Linked DNA regions of Mus musculus: all the other regions are linked to region 3. The links are chromatin contacts, called in public Hi-C and promoter capture Hi-C maps. All regions are on one chromosome and are shown on one strand. Each heading gives the region's core, a stretch centred on a gene start, on an enhancer-like site or on the middle of the called end of the contact. The rest is flanking DNA. Distances are from core to core; before and after follow the strand shown. Region 1 has its middle 22 kb from the start of Supt20. Region 2 overlaps Frem2 (Fras1 related extracellular matrix protein 2). Region 3 holds the start of Trpc4 (transient receptor potential cation channel, subfamily C, member 4). Region 4 holds the start of Proser1 (proline and serine rich 1).

What was found. Promoter capture Hi-C pulls out the DNA fragments that hold promoters and counts their contacts. Hi-C and Micro-C count contacts between places; a contact is called where the count stands out from the background.
Region 1: a Hi-C map of cortical neurons shows a contact between it and region 3, with 5 times the contacts expected there. The contact joins the enhancer-like site here to the promoter of Trpc4 in region 3. A contact is called at or near these places in 2 of 39 promoter capture datasets (cranial neural crest and pre-B cells), 11 of 484 Hi-C or Micro-C datasets (B cells, cerebellar granule neurons, cerebellum and 6 more), 4 of 115 datasets of contacts at active chromatin or transcription factors (astrocytes, embryonic forebrain, embryonic midbrain and 1 more) and 1 of 9 other capture datasets (embryonic stem cells).
Region 2: a contact with region 3 is called in a promoter capture Hi-C map of embryonic stem cells, with 3 times the contacts expected there. The contact joins the enhancer-like site here to the promoter of Trpc4 in region 3. A contact is called at or near these places in 8 of 39 promoter capture datasets (the C10 cell line, cranial neural crest, embryonic stem cells and 3 more), 2 of 15 datasets of contacts at CTCF or cohesin (large pre-B cells and pro-B cells), 10 of 484 Hi-C or Micro-C datasets (the AtT-20 cell line, cerebellar granule neurons, cerebral cortex and 7 more), 8 of 115 datasets of contacts at active chromatin or transcription factors (SST interneurons, astrocytes, embryonic forebrain and 5 more) and 2 of 9 other capture datasets (adipose tissue and embryonic stem cells).
Region 4: a contact with region 3 is called in a Hi-C map of nephron progenitors, with 9 times the contacts expected there. The contact joins the promoter of Proser1 here to the promoter of Trpc4 in region 3. A contact is called at or near these places in 1 of 39 promoter capture datasets (neural stem cells), 1 of 15 datasets of contacts at CTCF or cohesin (stem cell-derived epiblast-like cells), 4 of 484 Hi-C or Micro-C datasets (cortical neurons, nephron progenitors and olfactory sensory neurons), 6 of 115 datasets of contacts at active chromatin or transcription factors (astrocytes, embryonic stem cells, forebrain and 2 more) and 1 of 9 other capture datasets (embryonic stem cells).

The regions. Positions count from the first base shown.
Region 1 is chr3:54,671,681-54,675,271 of GRCm38.p6, reverse strand. No RefSeq gene overlaps it. Among named protein-coding and RNA genes, the nearest start is that of Supt20, 22 kb to the left of the region's middle. Within about 2 kb of position 2,286, at least 16 of the 459 cell types and tissues checked have an H3K27ac peak or open chromatin away from gene starts, as enhancers often do. A contact at or near this core is called in cortical neurons, where this site is marked.
Region 2 is chr3:53,572,125-53,575,600 of GRCm38.p6, reverse strand. Frem2 (Fras1 related extracellular matrix protein 2) reads left to right here. Exons shown (of 24, transcript NM_172862.3): 5 at 945-1,070; 6 at 3,065-3,316. Among named protein-coding and RNA genes, the nearest start is that of Frem2, 83 kb to the left of the region's middle. Within about 2 kb of position 1,395, at least 6 of the 459 cell types and tissues checked have an H3K27ac peak or open chromatin away from gene starts, as enhancers often do.
Region 3 is chr3:54,154,313-54,157,704 of GRCm38.p6, reverse strand. It overlaps Trpc4 (transient receptor potential cation channel, subfamily C, member 4), which reads right to left and starts at 1,648. Exons shown (of 11, transcript NM_016984.3): 1 at 1,446-1,648.
Region 4 is chr3:53,461,693-53,465,319 of GRCm38.p6, reverse strand. It overlaps Proser1 (proline and serine rich 1), which reads right to left and starts at 1,525. Exons shown (of 13, transcript NM_173382.2): 1 at 1,001-1,525. The coding sequence starts at 1,045. Nhlrc3 (NHL repeat containing 3) reads left to right here and starts at 2,062. Exons shown (of 7, transcript NM_172501.2): 1 at 2,062-2,260; 2 at 2,856-3,008; 3 at 3,541-3,627. The coding sequence starts at 2,177.

The DNA.
Region 1 (3,591 bases), core at 1,037-3,536, 520 kb before region 3:
CCCATCTGTCATTTTTGGTATCTGCCTTCTGACTTGACCATATAACCCTTTCTTTGTGATCCTTCGGTGGCTTTAATAAGTGACCTTGAAACTCAAATGACCTCTGTTTCAAAGAAGTCAGCACTTAACAAAATCACAGAGCACCTGTCCTTGGGTAAAAACTTGAATCAAAAAGTAAATGTATTTCTCAACTCTGAAACCAAGTTTCAGACCCTTGTATTTTTCTATACCAATTAAAGGTGTTGTCTGCAGAGAGCCAAATGTGATTTCTAATGGCGGTCCTGTGAACAAGGACTTCCATGAGCATCTCCAAATGGAGATTCCTGAGCAAAATGCTGACAGGAACCACTTGGATTGCTTCGAGTCAGCCTTCCAGTGAGCGCTCTGTGCCCCAAGTCAGGGCTACCAACCCTCACAGAACAATTCTCCTCCCTTTATCTCTTCTGGCTCTGCTCCATGTTCTAACTCCAGTAATGTATCAGGCTCCATCATCAACTGTCACTTTAACCCAGGTAGAACTTTTCCTTAAACTTCAGCATTCTCCCATTGTTTGGCCTAACACCTTTCCCCTCCCTAGTAGATAGGCACTCAATGTTGGTTTTAGTTGAAATAAATAAAACCTCTTAATTCATTAAGGTTTCCAGACAGTGTTTGCACTCATTCGTTCATTCAAGAAGTAACAATTGAATGTTTTCTAATTGCAACACACAGCTAATATGAAGAGGCATCATCAGTGTAGCAGCAGATTCAGAATTCATGCCCACAGGAGCCTGATTACCCTGTATAAGTCTCACAAAGCAGAGGCTCTGAACTTTGAGTGGCTCCATTATTGGATCAATACTGGTTCACATATCCTTAAATATTTCATGTGGGCTACGGATGTAGTACAGGGACAATATTCTTAGTATGCATGTTCTCACACACACACACAGACATACTGTCACACACAGTTTACTAATACCTTCTTAAGCTTTGTTCGCAGTGGGATCCAATTCTGAATTCCCGACAGGCTATAAAACTCATTATGGTTTGCAGACTGGCCGCAAACTCATGATAATCTTTCTGTTTTTATCTTACAGGTGCTGGGATTACAGGCGTGAGCTACCAGACCCAGCTTCCTACTCTATCTTTGTTTCTTCCTTTTCAATTTTTCTCCCTCTCCCTCTCCCCCTCCCCACCCCTGTCCCTGTCCCTGTCTCTGTCCCTATCCCTCTCCCACCTCATCTGTGGGGTCAAACTGAGGTTGGCAGTGTTGTTAGCAAACAGTCTGGGCAATCTTGCCCTTTATCCATCAGTCTTTTATTTCTGAGTTACAATCTGAGTTTAATTTAATACATTGGTTTCTATTTCCTCTTAGCACAAGATGCCCCCCAGTAAAAGTGAATTAGCATTTTCTGACTAAGTCTGTGTTGCTGCATGTGAATGATGGGAATGGTGGGAATGATGCAGAGTTTGTGAATCCTGAGCTGGTAAAAAGAATTCTGTGCACACCCCCCCCCCCTTTCAGGACAAATAACAGCAGAAAAAAATATGAAAACGAAGCATGGTGTATTTAACTTGGGAACAAATCGGATGAGTCACTTGAAGGCTGAAGGCTGATTCCCTCGCTCAGCTCTCTGGAGGCAACGACTCAAAAGGGCTTGAGGAGAAGTGCTTCCTGCCTCTACTTGAAACAATTCCTGACCCTTGACCCCCACCCCAGTACTCACAGGGAACCCTGAAACCTGAGCTAAATTCTCTTCTGGTTAGTCTGTTTCTGCTCCCGGAACTCTAAAAAACAATGGCCAAATGGCATCGCCTTTGGTGTTGTGTGTTTTTTTTTTAGTTAACTTTCTGGACTTCGTGGACCCTTGTGATTTGGGGGGTACTTTGTGTTAGGAATGGTTTTTGAGCTATGAGATTTTTCTTCCAAGTGAAAAGAGCTTGGCCACAGATGTGGGCTGACTGTCCTCACTGGAGAAACCATCTGGCATGATTGTAATCTTCTTTTGGAAATATTTAAACAATATATCACATAAATAATGAAAATCTGACCTTAAATCAACAATGTTGTCAGTAAGGGATTTACCGGCTTATGCAGCTCAAACACGGCGCTCAGCGTAACATTCCTCAGACCCTATCCGTTCACCGTTAAAACTTTTTATAAATGATTAAACTTTATAGAATGATTTAAGTCAAATTCTCCCAAGTCCAAACTGTTGAAAATTGGCCCTGTCACCCAGCTGGGGGTTTCTATTTGATGCTCTATCCCAAAAGAAACAGCAGGGGGCCACCTTGTAATGCTGTGGCTTTAGTTTTATTCTCTGTTTTCACTCACGAAAGGTTCCTTTCTCTCCATTGCTTGGCATCCATTCACCCATTCTGGGATTTGCATATGTTTGTTTGAAGAAAGAAAACATTTTTAGACACCAGCTTTACTATATTGAGAATGCATGGTGTAATTGCAGCCTTAAAATATTTTTTTCTCAGTTTAAGTGAAGGAATTAAAATGTTAACAGTTTCTTCTATTCCCTTGCACTGCAGTAGGAAACTGTACGTCCTGTTCTCCTTCCTGGCAGGTTGTCGCCTTCTTCATGGAGACCATACAATTACCCAGCAGACCATTGTAGTACATGCCTGTCAATCATGATACTTTACTCAACGGTCAGAATGATTATAAGGATGTGGATAGAAACATGAACAGCACACCTATTTCACCTTGCAGCCCCCCCCCCTTCAGGCAAATGTCCCTAAGTTCTAAAATGGTGACTTAATATAAACAGAGGGGTCCATCTCCAGGGCCGTCACAAATGAATGGGGTTGAGCATAAGTGGCCAGCGAGTGGAAGCTGCCCAATTACTCTATGAATCCATCTTGTGACACTTAAGAAAAACCACACCTCCAAGAAGGCTCTCAAGTGGCTAACCGGGCCTAAATTCAAAGTGTGGCCAGTTCTGACTGGGGAATTTTACTTTGGTTTATTGAGAAACCACAAACTTAACTACACTGGGTCTCAAGCCAGGCATGGTCAAGAGCCCCTGGGAATTCCTATCTTGTCATCTCACTAGGACCAATGAACTATATATCCCACAGTCAGCCAATCAGAAAAGAGTGGTACCTACTTGGGGCACCCTCATTTACATATCAGGACCTAGCAGGAACCTAGCTGGGAATGTTCTCTGTAGAAGTTGGGTTTTGCTCCTCAGAGCACTTCTGTCTGTAGGTAAACACCCAACCTGCCAATATTTTTGTACATAAATGGAGACATGGTGTCACACTGTAGCCCAGGCTAGCCTGGAATGCATTATGTAGCCCAGGCTGGCCTTGGCAATCTCCTTTCCTCGGGCTCTTGAGATCTGGGATATTTAGGTGGCTCTGGGTTCTGCAGAGTCTTGTGATTTTGGGTGTCAACTTACTTGTTTTCTGCCTGTCTTCAAAGGGACTTTATATCGCATCCAGCCATCATACACTCACACTGCAAGAGCATTTTAAAAACTGTGCTTTGAAAAACAATACTAGTTATCCTTTAGAAAAGAGATGAAAGTTTTAGAAGCATAAATTATTACTTAATACCAGGGTTTCTTTTTGTTTTGTTTTGTTTTTGCTTTTTGA
Region 2 (3,476 bases), core at 146-2,645, 580 kb after region 3:
GCCTCGGCATCAGGGAGCCCTCCACGGATGGGGGCGGCGCTCTCATCCTTAGTGCCCTCAGCCACAGGGCAGGGTGGGATGTGCGTCTTCACTGTGTGTGCTATTCTGGAGTCTTTTTTAGCCACAGAAGAATTGTGCTTACTGTCTCAGAGATAATTGAGATGTGTTTTCTGTGTGGATGTTGAGACTTCCAGGGAAGCCGACTTCCAGAAGAATGCCAGAATCTGTTTTGGGTTTGTAATGTCAAACTATTGAATTAAATAATCGCAAAAGTTTTACACAGTAGATCTATTTTTAACAGTTTAATTATGCCATTTGTATTAATTAATGTACCTTTCATCTATGTTTTATTAAAAGAATCATTGAGACTAGTAATGTCGTATAAACATAGCTTTTATGTCACGAGTAATTGCTATCCTGCTAAGGGAGGAAAAGAAAACACGACAGAGGTGATGTTAGCTGATGAAGACACTTGGAAACTCTAAAGGAACTGTTGTTTGAAAACAGTTGAACAGTATATTGTTACATTTTTAATCACAAATCATCCCAAAGGAAGCCCTTTGGGTAGAGTAGAAGTTACATGATCTGAGGTCCAACCTGACTGTGCTTGGGAGCCAGGCACAACCGTGTGATCCCAAGGTCCTGTAAAGCAGGGCATTTCTACCTCTCAGGTTATACCAGGGAAGATGCCCTCCGCTGCCAAGATGAAAGAGGGCAATTGAAAAGCACTGCACACCGGTGTTTACTGAAAACAAAGTGATGACTGGAGATCCAAGCTATGCTGAGTTCTCCACCCCTCCCTGACACGGTTCTTTTAAAAAAGAAAAAGAAAAAAAAAAAAACTATTAGAGTCATGTTCAGTTTCTGACATAAGAGATTCAGATCAAAAAGGAGAAACGAAGCAAAAAAAAAAATGATAGCAACTGTAATTGTATTCTCTTTAGAATCAACCGTGTTCATTCCCCAGTCTGAGTACTCTGTTGAAGAAGATGTGGGTGAGCTGTTCATTCCCATCAGGAGAAGTGGAGACATCAGCCGGGAGCTGATGGTGATCTGCTACACACAGCAAGGTAAGCCCGTTGTTGAGCCAAGTGAAATGACCTCCAGTCAACGCGCCCAGTGGCCTCCCCCAGTCAGCGCGTCCAGCGTCCTCTTCATCCGGTGGGGCTTTGTTGCAGCTTTTCATAGACACTGGAGCATTCCTTAACAGCTGTGCTTCGTGCTACATCTCTAGGGGCCTCTGGGTCAACCTGGCAGAAACTGACACTTCTTCCCTCAACTATTGGTCACTTAGCCCAACTTAGGTTGCAGGGCACCGAGGCCATCTGGAGCTGTTGTTTAGAGGTGGGGTCTGGTCTGTGACACAGCTTGCTAGCCTTCTCAGACACCCTGGAATGTCTCAACATGTCACAACCTTTGTACAGCTCAGTGGCTTCCCTGCCGTGCCAAAGGCTGTGTGATTGATCCTAAGCAGGACAAAAAGAGAACGAAAGGCCAAGGCAATGCATTCTTGAAGAGGACACACTAATTTCAAGCTGATTTGACTGGAAACAGCAGTGTCCTAAGAGTTTTCCTCTGTTACGTATTAGGAAAAAGACCAGGTATTGGGTTCTATGCCATCATAAGCAGGGGAAAAAAAGTGTGGAGTTGAATCAAAAAAACAAAATTGATACTTTTGTACCTTGTATATGTGACTGTAGAACTTTACCAAACAAAAGACCATGTAGGCAATGAATTAGAGACAAAGCATTATCGATTGGAAATAGATCGAGGAATTATAGACAAGCCATTATATATTGGAAGTGGATCTATATTCTCCTGAGCATGTCTTCATGAAGCATATAAGAAACTGTTAATGGTTACGTGATCATATGAGGGACAAATTCGAACTTCCACTAAAGAGCAGTAGATCTCTTCTGAGCATATACTTTATGACATGATTAATGTTAAAATGGCCAGGATAACTAATCCATCCTGTTGGTGTTTAGTGGACTCTGGAGAGTGTCACAGATGTAGGTCTCTCCTTGGAGTTCTTCAAGGTTTCCATAATTCACTTTTTAAGGTGTCCTCAAGTTTAAAGGACATTAAATGAGTATTTTGAAAATGGAAAACTCGTTAACCATTTTTGCAAACAAATTTCAAAGTACTGTTTTGCTCGTATGTGAGCATCCTATGAAAGGCAAATTTGCATAAGACAAACTTAAGGTTAATATATAAAAGTCATTAACATTTCAAATCATTTTCTAGAAAAAAAACCAATAGAAAAGAAAAAAAGTTCCCTTTGTTGTAGTTGTCATGTTGGACTTTCATGAAAATTCCCATCAATGTGTGTGTGATCTGAAAAGCTGAATAAAGGATAATTATAAAAGATTCAGTCTCAGCCTTGTACCCAGATGCCAGAACTAGCGCACTTACCTCTCAACTCCTCACATCCCCAAAGCCTGAAACCCAGCAGATAGACAGAAGGACTGAGGCAAGACAGAAGGCATGTGACCTTGGCCTAGACACGGGAAACATTTGAATAGTGGGAGATGCTATTTTGCCCTGTGGTGTTGATCTGAAAGCTTGTTGGAGGATAGGTAGGAGAAAACACTGGAAAGACAGTATTTGCAGTGTGTGAGGTCATTTTGAGGGAGACCTGTGCTCTAAGGATAATCAGTAATTGTGATTCTGAGAGAGACCTGTCCTATAAGGATACTGTGTAGAAGTGACTCTGAAGGAGACCTGTGCTGTAAGGATACAATGTAGTTGCCACTGCAGTTCTGAGGTGTGGCTGTATAGGGTTGCAACAGTTAAATACTGAATATGAAAACAACAGGTTTTAGAAACTGAAGTCTTGCAGTGGTGGCACATGGCACTTGGGAGGCAGAGGCAGGCAGATTTCTGAGTTCGAGGCCAACCTGGTCTACAGAGTGAGTTCCAGGACAGTCAGGGCTACACAGAGAAATCCTGTCTGGAAGAAAAATAGAAAGAGAGAGAGAGAGAGAGAGAGAGAGAGAGAGAGAGAGAGAGAGAGAGAGAGAGAGAGAGACACTGAAGTCTTTTGGGTTCTCTTGGCTCCTAGGGACAGCCACCAGCACTGTGCGGACGTCCGTGCTCTCTTACTCTGACTACATCTCCAGGCCCGAGGACCACAGCAGCGTGATCCGCTTTGACAAAGACGAACGAGAGAAAATGTGTCGTATTTTGGTAATTGATGACTCTTTGTACGAAGAGGAGGAGACTTTCCAGGTCCTTTTGAGCATGCCCATGGGCGGGAGGATCGGTGACAAGTTTCCAGGAGCCAATGTGACCATCCTCACAGACAGGGATGATGGTGAGTTCTGATTTATCTTACCTGGGACAGCAGCGCAGAAAAAAATGGAAATGGAATCGAGTTGGGGGTTCTTGTTGATTCTCTGCTGGAGTTTATAGTGACTAAGGTTCATCAGTCACTGGCTGCATCAATCATTGCTGTTTCCTAGTGACTGGGGGGT
Region 3 (3,392 bases), core at 399-2,898:
CCCTTTTTAATCCAAGTTATTCATATATCCTTTGATGCCCATTTACCTTGCCCGGGCTGACTGATTGATCCTGGTTAACCACAGCATTGATTTGCAGAGATTGTAAAGACCTTCATTCACTTTACCCACGTTAAATTCAATTTTGATCCTAATTCTGAGTTTCGGACAGGATTACCCCTATATCTTACTACTTTGTTTCTCTTAAGAGCTGGATGTTTCCTGGTTTACTGTCCAGATGAACAGAAGTAGGCGTTACAAATATAACTTTAAATAGCAAATCGTAACACCGTTAACATAACCGCCAACTCCTACTCTCGGTGTCTGAGTCTTTAAAAAAAAATCCTCTGCTAAATCTTTTATTCTTCCTAAAGAATTTTTAAGTACTTTGCATTGTGATGACTACGAGAGAAAAGCCAGCGAGCCTATGAACCTCGGTGGTTTATTTTATCACAGTTTTACAAATCTGTTCGAAGATTTCATTTTAAAGGCACAGTGACAGCGTTTTCTCTCTCTTCCCACTCGTTTGGCTTAGTAGCTTACTCCCTCCGTAAGTAACTTGATAACCTTTTATAGCAGCCAGCGGTATTTAATGATAATGCTCCCCTGGGAAAAACCGCAGTGGGCAGGGATACACCACAGTGGCTGGAGAACACTGGACACATGGTCTTTGGTCCCTCTGCCCAGCTCACCTCCACCCTCATGTCTCTATCTTTCTCTGTCTCTCTCTGGAGTCACAAAAGGCAGTTCGCAGCTGGAAACAACAAGTTGCGCCATGGATTCAAGCTATCTACTCAAGTAGCAAGCAGAGTCACTGGTTCAGCTGGAATCTCAGTTGCCAAGCGAACTAGGAACCCCCAAACCTGGTCCAACCACAAGCTTAAAAGTGCTTTTGCTGCTTGACAGAGGAAAATGACGCAGAGGGGAATGAACCCACTGAACAGCGGTCGCTGTCCTCCCTTCGTGCCCTCAGCTCGTTGGAGAGTCATAGAGCTCACCTTACGTGCCCAAGGACCATGTCATTTCCATCCTCTCCAAACGTCCAAACGCGCACGGGAGGTTGTACACAAGCACCGAGCTCCCCAGCACCGCGGGGATAAGGGCTGATCCTTTGTTTACCATGTAAATCACACCGGGGGTTCGCTCTTCGTCCTCACCCCTGCCTCACAACGCGATACAGAGAGAGCCTGGAAGCACCCCCAAACTCCCCCTTATCCCAGGTCATCCAAAGAAAGCTTCGCGAAAATCTTTCCCCGAACCTTAAAAAAGCAACCTTTTTAAAAAGAAGAAGAACCTTAAAAAGCTGCTGCACCCTGGTGACTCGCGTAAGCCCCCAGGGATACCCGCCTCCTAGCAGGGAGCCTGCTTCCCAGTCGGCTTAGGAAACTTAATCAGTATCCCAGATGTGAGGCCCGCGTCTGGAGCGCGGAGCCTGCACCCTCTCTTACCCGCAAAGTTGCAATCTGGTGGTTGAAGTGACCGAGGTGGGCTCGGCGAGCGCGCAGCACCAGTGCTGTGCCTGGTGCTAGCGCAGCTGGTCAGTTCCGATGGGGTTTCCGTAGTCGCTACCGAGTTTTTTGGAGCATTCCAAGGGGGAAAAAAACCCGCACGAAACCAGAGCCCACGCAGCTGGCACAGAACTGGGCGGAGTGAGGATGCTGGAGAGCCAGAGCAGGGGCGCGGGGGAGGGGCAGCCCAGGAGGGGGCGGGGTGCCCAGGACGACAGCCTCGCCCACCAGGCACTGATGCTCTCCCCACCTATACCCCCGGAAAAGTTGCGTTCCCAAGGTGGCCAAAGAGCAGCCTGGAGGACCGCCCCCACCCATCCTGGGTCTGCCCGAATGGATGCGCATCCCACGCACCTCCCTAGGAGCGGGTATAAAGGACCCACAAACACCTCAACGCGCCACCCGGGAGCATCTCTCCAGGTCAGTCAGCAAGCAGGGTGGCTCGCCATATGTCTGCTTGTCACTCAGCTAAGTGGTGGTCAGGACAGACCCGGAGGTCTTGGGTGTTTGGCATACACAGATCAGGGCTTGGTGTAGCCCAGGAGAAATGCAAAACTTCACTTGTCAACCGAACCCAACCCTGGAAAGCCCTGCTCCAACCATACTAAGCAGCTGGTCAAAGGATTGGAACAAATTGTCTCTCCCCCTACCCAGCCCTGGCAACTCTTGTAGCCGCCCTGGACTCCTGGCACCCCCTTCCCTGTCCTCAAGGTGTCACACTTGCCTTGCTAGTGCAGGGATGTGCTTGCCACTACCATCAACAATCCAGACAGTGGCAATAAATAAATGATAAGCCCCCAGCATCCCATCCACTCCTACCTGGCTCCCTCTAAACAACTGGCAATCAAGATTCCCACGTATTTAATCCCAAATTATGGGCCAGCGTAGGAGCTGGAGGTCCTGGTGGCTGCAGGTGGGCATGTTGGTGAACGACGGTGTCTGCCACCGGACTCAGCATCTCTAACTCTAATCTTGAGCTTCCAGATACAGCTTATCTCTTGGTGTAGTATTCATACACAAAAATAAGATCCAAGTACAGAGGTGGAAAAGTTCATGTAACTTGCCACACCTTTATTGTTCGTGATCTCAAGACCAAGGGACAAACTTAGCAGTGCGTTTGCCAAAAGGCTTCAGCCCCCTCCTACCTTCACTTCTCGGGTTTCTTTTTCAGAGCACAGGCGGTTGTGAGCTCCCCCCATCGCCTGTAAGCATCCCAGCAGCAAGATTTAATAGACTCAGGCTCACTCTGCGTTTCTGAACGTCAGATGAGTGAGGTGGGTTTTTTTTTTTTTCCGTTTCGTTTTTTTGTTTTTGTTTTTTAAGGGTAATTGCAGAGTAAGGAGGCTTTGTTGACTTTGGAGTGTACTCTTTGGAGTGAAGGTTTTGTTTTGTTGTTCTTTTCAAAATGCTGTTTGTAGTTGTCAAGTTTTCTTTCTCCTGAGCTAACTGCTCCTCTCATAGGTCAGCATGACCCCTAGAGTGATTTTGAGAGAGCACAGCCCACAGTCCGTCCCACAAAATACCGAGGCCTTTACAGTACACCAAACAAACCTGTACCAGAAAACTGGATGAGCAACAGAAGAACTCCATCCCTACCCCGAATCCCTCTACAGATCTCCATAAATGTGTGTCAACATCTTTCAAAGGTAGTTTTCTTGTCTTAGCATTAAACACTGGATTTTATAAAATATGCAAAACACATCACTCGGTAGACATGGAGATGAACTTTACAATAAATCTAAACCTACTTTCTACTGAAGAAGAAAAGAAGAAAAACACACATCGACATCTGTTTGGCGTGGTACAACTGAAACTACTTCTTTAAAAAAAAATTTCACAAAACCTGTTTTTCTTAATGATCAGTAAATGTATAAAAACCAAACCTGG
Region 4 (3,627 bases), core at 276-2,775, 690 kb after region 3:
ACTGTGGCAAATTCTAAGTACATGATAAAAAGACATTTTGTTTCAAATTTTAATTAGATGAGACTCAGCAAGTGCAGAAGTTTATTTGAAAAGAAAAAAATTCAGCACCACCAAATATGAAAGATTAAATATATGTTATCTGAAAAGGGGGGAAGGGAGGAAAAGGGGTCTTACAAAGAGCAAAACAAAACTCTAGATCCGCTGGTCGTGGTGGCGCCCGCCTTTATTCCCAGCACTCGGGAGGCAGAGGCAGGCGGATTTCTGAGTCCGAGGCCAACCTGGTCTACAAAGTGAGCTCCAGGACAGCCAGGGCTATACAGAGAAACCCTGTCTCAAAAAACAAACAAACAAACAAAAAAACAAAAACAAAAACCTCTAGATCTGGCGCCAATTTTTGCAGTGCCAGTCAGGGGCACCGTTTGAGATGCCGAACAGATGCAAGCTGTGAGATGCTGTGAGGTCACAGCACTGCCCTTTCTGTCAAACAGGCAACCTGCTATTTTTTATGTAAGAGATACTTTTAGCCTCAACCTTACATTCCAAATTTTTTTTTTTTTTTTTTTTTTTTTTTTTGCTGCCTGGTTCCTTCCAGGAAATAGGAAATATAAACAGTGTCAAAAAGATGGAAGGAGAGCAAAGGCAGGGGAAGAGATCTGGAAAAGAACTTTCTCGGCATCCCTTCCAGTGCCTAGTCACTCCTGTTACCGAACCATGTTAACATTGAATAAATGTCAGTCAACCAAAAGCTCAGTTATTACGGATTTACAGTTGGCTCCGGGGCTGTAGGTAGTACAAACGTAATTCCCGTACCACAATGACTTCCCAAGTTTAGCAGTGAGGTGGTTTATCTTCTATTTAAGCGGTGCAACGGACCAAGATGCAAGTTCTTACGTTACACAGGAAAGTTCAAGTTCCTCTGCTGACTACACACAACACCTCAAAGAAAGTAACTCACGACCATTATTATCTCAGACGAATTTCAGGGAACAAGGTCAATTACCTTTCGAATTTCATCCAGCACCGTCTCAAAGGACTTTTTGTCCATCTTGAGTACTATTCCGTCGTGACGTCTCACAGTTCTTGCAATTACAAAACGCTCATCCCAGGTTCGTCTCGTGGATAATACACCAGGAGGAGAAAGGAGGCGAGGAGGTAGAGTATTGCAAACTGCACCAAAACAAAACAAAAAATCCCAGAACGAAAACTTGGAAAAAGTTGGGTTTTTTTTTGTTGTTGTTTGTTTGTTTTTTTAAATAAAAATCAGACTTCAGTAGCTTCTTCACACAAAGCTTCAGCTGCTCAGAGCAGAGCGGGCTTGTGCGTTTGCAGAAATCAGGGCTCCGGAGGGTGCCGACAGCCGGGTGCTCCGGGGAAGGCCGCCGAGCCACGCTCCGCTCACCGCCGTGATCCGGGACACGTGGCCCCGCGGGCGCTCAGACCCGCCGATCCGCCCGATCCCGGGGTCCCGCAGCTCCGGCAACCGGCGGCCCCCGCAGGTCCTTTGTTACGGGCTTTCGTAGCTTCCGGGAGCGGGCGGGCGGCCGGGGCGCACTAGGAGCCGGACGAAGGGGGCCAGAGCCTTGCGAAGGGAGGCTCTCGAGCACCTCAGCGCTCATACGGCCAGGCGCCCAGCGGGTGCTCCCCTAAATGCCCCACCAGCTCCAGGGGACCTTTGATAGAGCGTGTCGCGCCCACAAGACGCAATGGTGCACCGCCACCTTAAGTCGCTTTTGCACAAATGATTAGTTTGGGGCGTCGGGGGGGGGGGGCGGGGTCCTAGTGTGGGAATATAGGCGTCCACGGCAGAAGCCTGAATGCTTGTGGAGCAGACGTGACTAAAGTCCTTTTCGGAGCGTGGTAGTCATTGTTTTAGTGTCACGATCCCCTAACTCTTCAGTTTCTCGGTGCTCTGTTTTGCTTCTTGAAAGTGAGTTTAAAGGAGCGAAGAGTAAGTAGGTCAGGAAGATCTGCGGACGCCGCCATCCTAGTGGCCAGGAGCACCTCGGCGTGGGGACCAGGGTCACTCGCTGGGCGCCTGACTCGGGGCGGAGCAAGGAGCAGGACACCCGGAATTAGTCTTCGGCGGTTCTCCGGTCGAGTTTCCCGGTGCTTTAGTCTGCCTCTGCCCTAGAGCCGGCTTCAGGCCTCGCTGACTTTCGCCTCCCAGACCCTCGCGATGGCGAGAGCCTGGGTCTGCCTGGCGGGCGCCGCCTTCTTCCTTTCCTGTCTGGTTTTGCATTCGCGCTTCTGTGGCTCGCTGGTAAATAGCAGGCAGAAGGCTGTGGGTGTGGGTGCCACCGAGGGGTACAGCCCCTGGGGTCCCAAACCTGCTCCCCTGGGGCTCAGCAGCTGACGACTCGTCCTCTCATTTAGTGTAAAAAGAATGCACGTGGGGCTGGGGAGGTGGCGCGGAGGTTGGGAGCTCGAGCAGCTTTTTCAGAGGACTCAGGTTCGATTCCCAGCACCAACTTGAAGGCTCACTCTCTCACTGTAACTCCAGTTCCAGGGAGCCTGATGCCCTCTTCTGGCCTTTGTGGGCACATGGTGCACATAAACTCACCCGAGCTCATGCACACAAGTCTAAATAAAAATAAGTAAACATCACACACACACACACACACACACACACACACACACACACACACTGGATTTTCCCCAGCTCTTACTACACTCTTAAGTCACACACACACACACACACACACACACACACACACTGGATTTTCCCCAGCTCTTACTACACTCTTAAGTCATCATTAGACTTTTCTTATGGTTGTTTTGATCTTTAGATATACAATCTTATTTCCGGCTACCTTCTGGTTGTCGAACTGAATCTGAGTATTTTGATTTTATTTGAGGTTTCAAGGACATTTTCTTTTCACGTTTCCTGGAGAATGGAGGACCCTCTTTTCCGGCTGGATTTGGGTTGGCCCAAGAATTCGGAATACTTCACTGGTGCAACATTTTGTGTTGCAGTTGATTCCCTCAACGGGTTAGTTTACGTAGCCCAAGTAAGTAGAATGCATTTTTTTTTTTTTTTAATATGTGAGCCTGTGAGGTCAAGAGAGACCAGAGTGTTAATGCGGTTATCAACTACCAGTGGTTTCCAGGATTGAACTCTGAGTGTCAGTCTTGCTTAGCAAACACTTTCATCTGCTCAGCCATCTCTTCAACTAGAGATTTTTTTTTAATTTTAATTATATACATTCAGTTTGATCACAACAGACAGGAATAATAAAAGAACAGTCAATCTGAGCATGACAAAAAGGAAAAAAAGAAGATGAACAGAAAGGAAAGAAGTGTTTCCCACCTAGATAGCCTGCTGCATTTATAGTATGCTAACTATGCAATTTAATTTTGAGTTGGCTTCAAGTGCACATTTTAGATTTGTATGCATTAGAAATTATTAAGTTTTGAAGTTAGTGCTTTTTTTTTACACACTTCTAAATTTCTTATTATACTTTCATTTTGATTTCTCTGACAAAAGTAAAGATTAGCGTTCCTATTGAGTGATTCTAAGCAGTTGTTTTTGTGTGCCTTCAGAGAGGGGATAACATCCCCAAGGTATTAGTGTTCTCAGAGGATGGCTATTTCCTACGAGCCTGGAATTATACAGTTGACACACCCCAT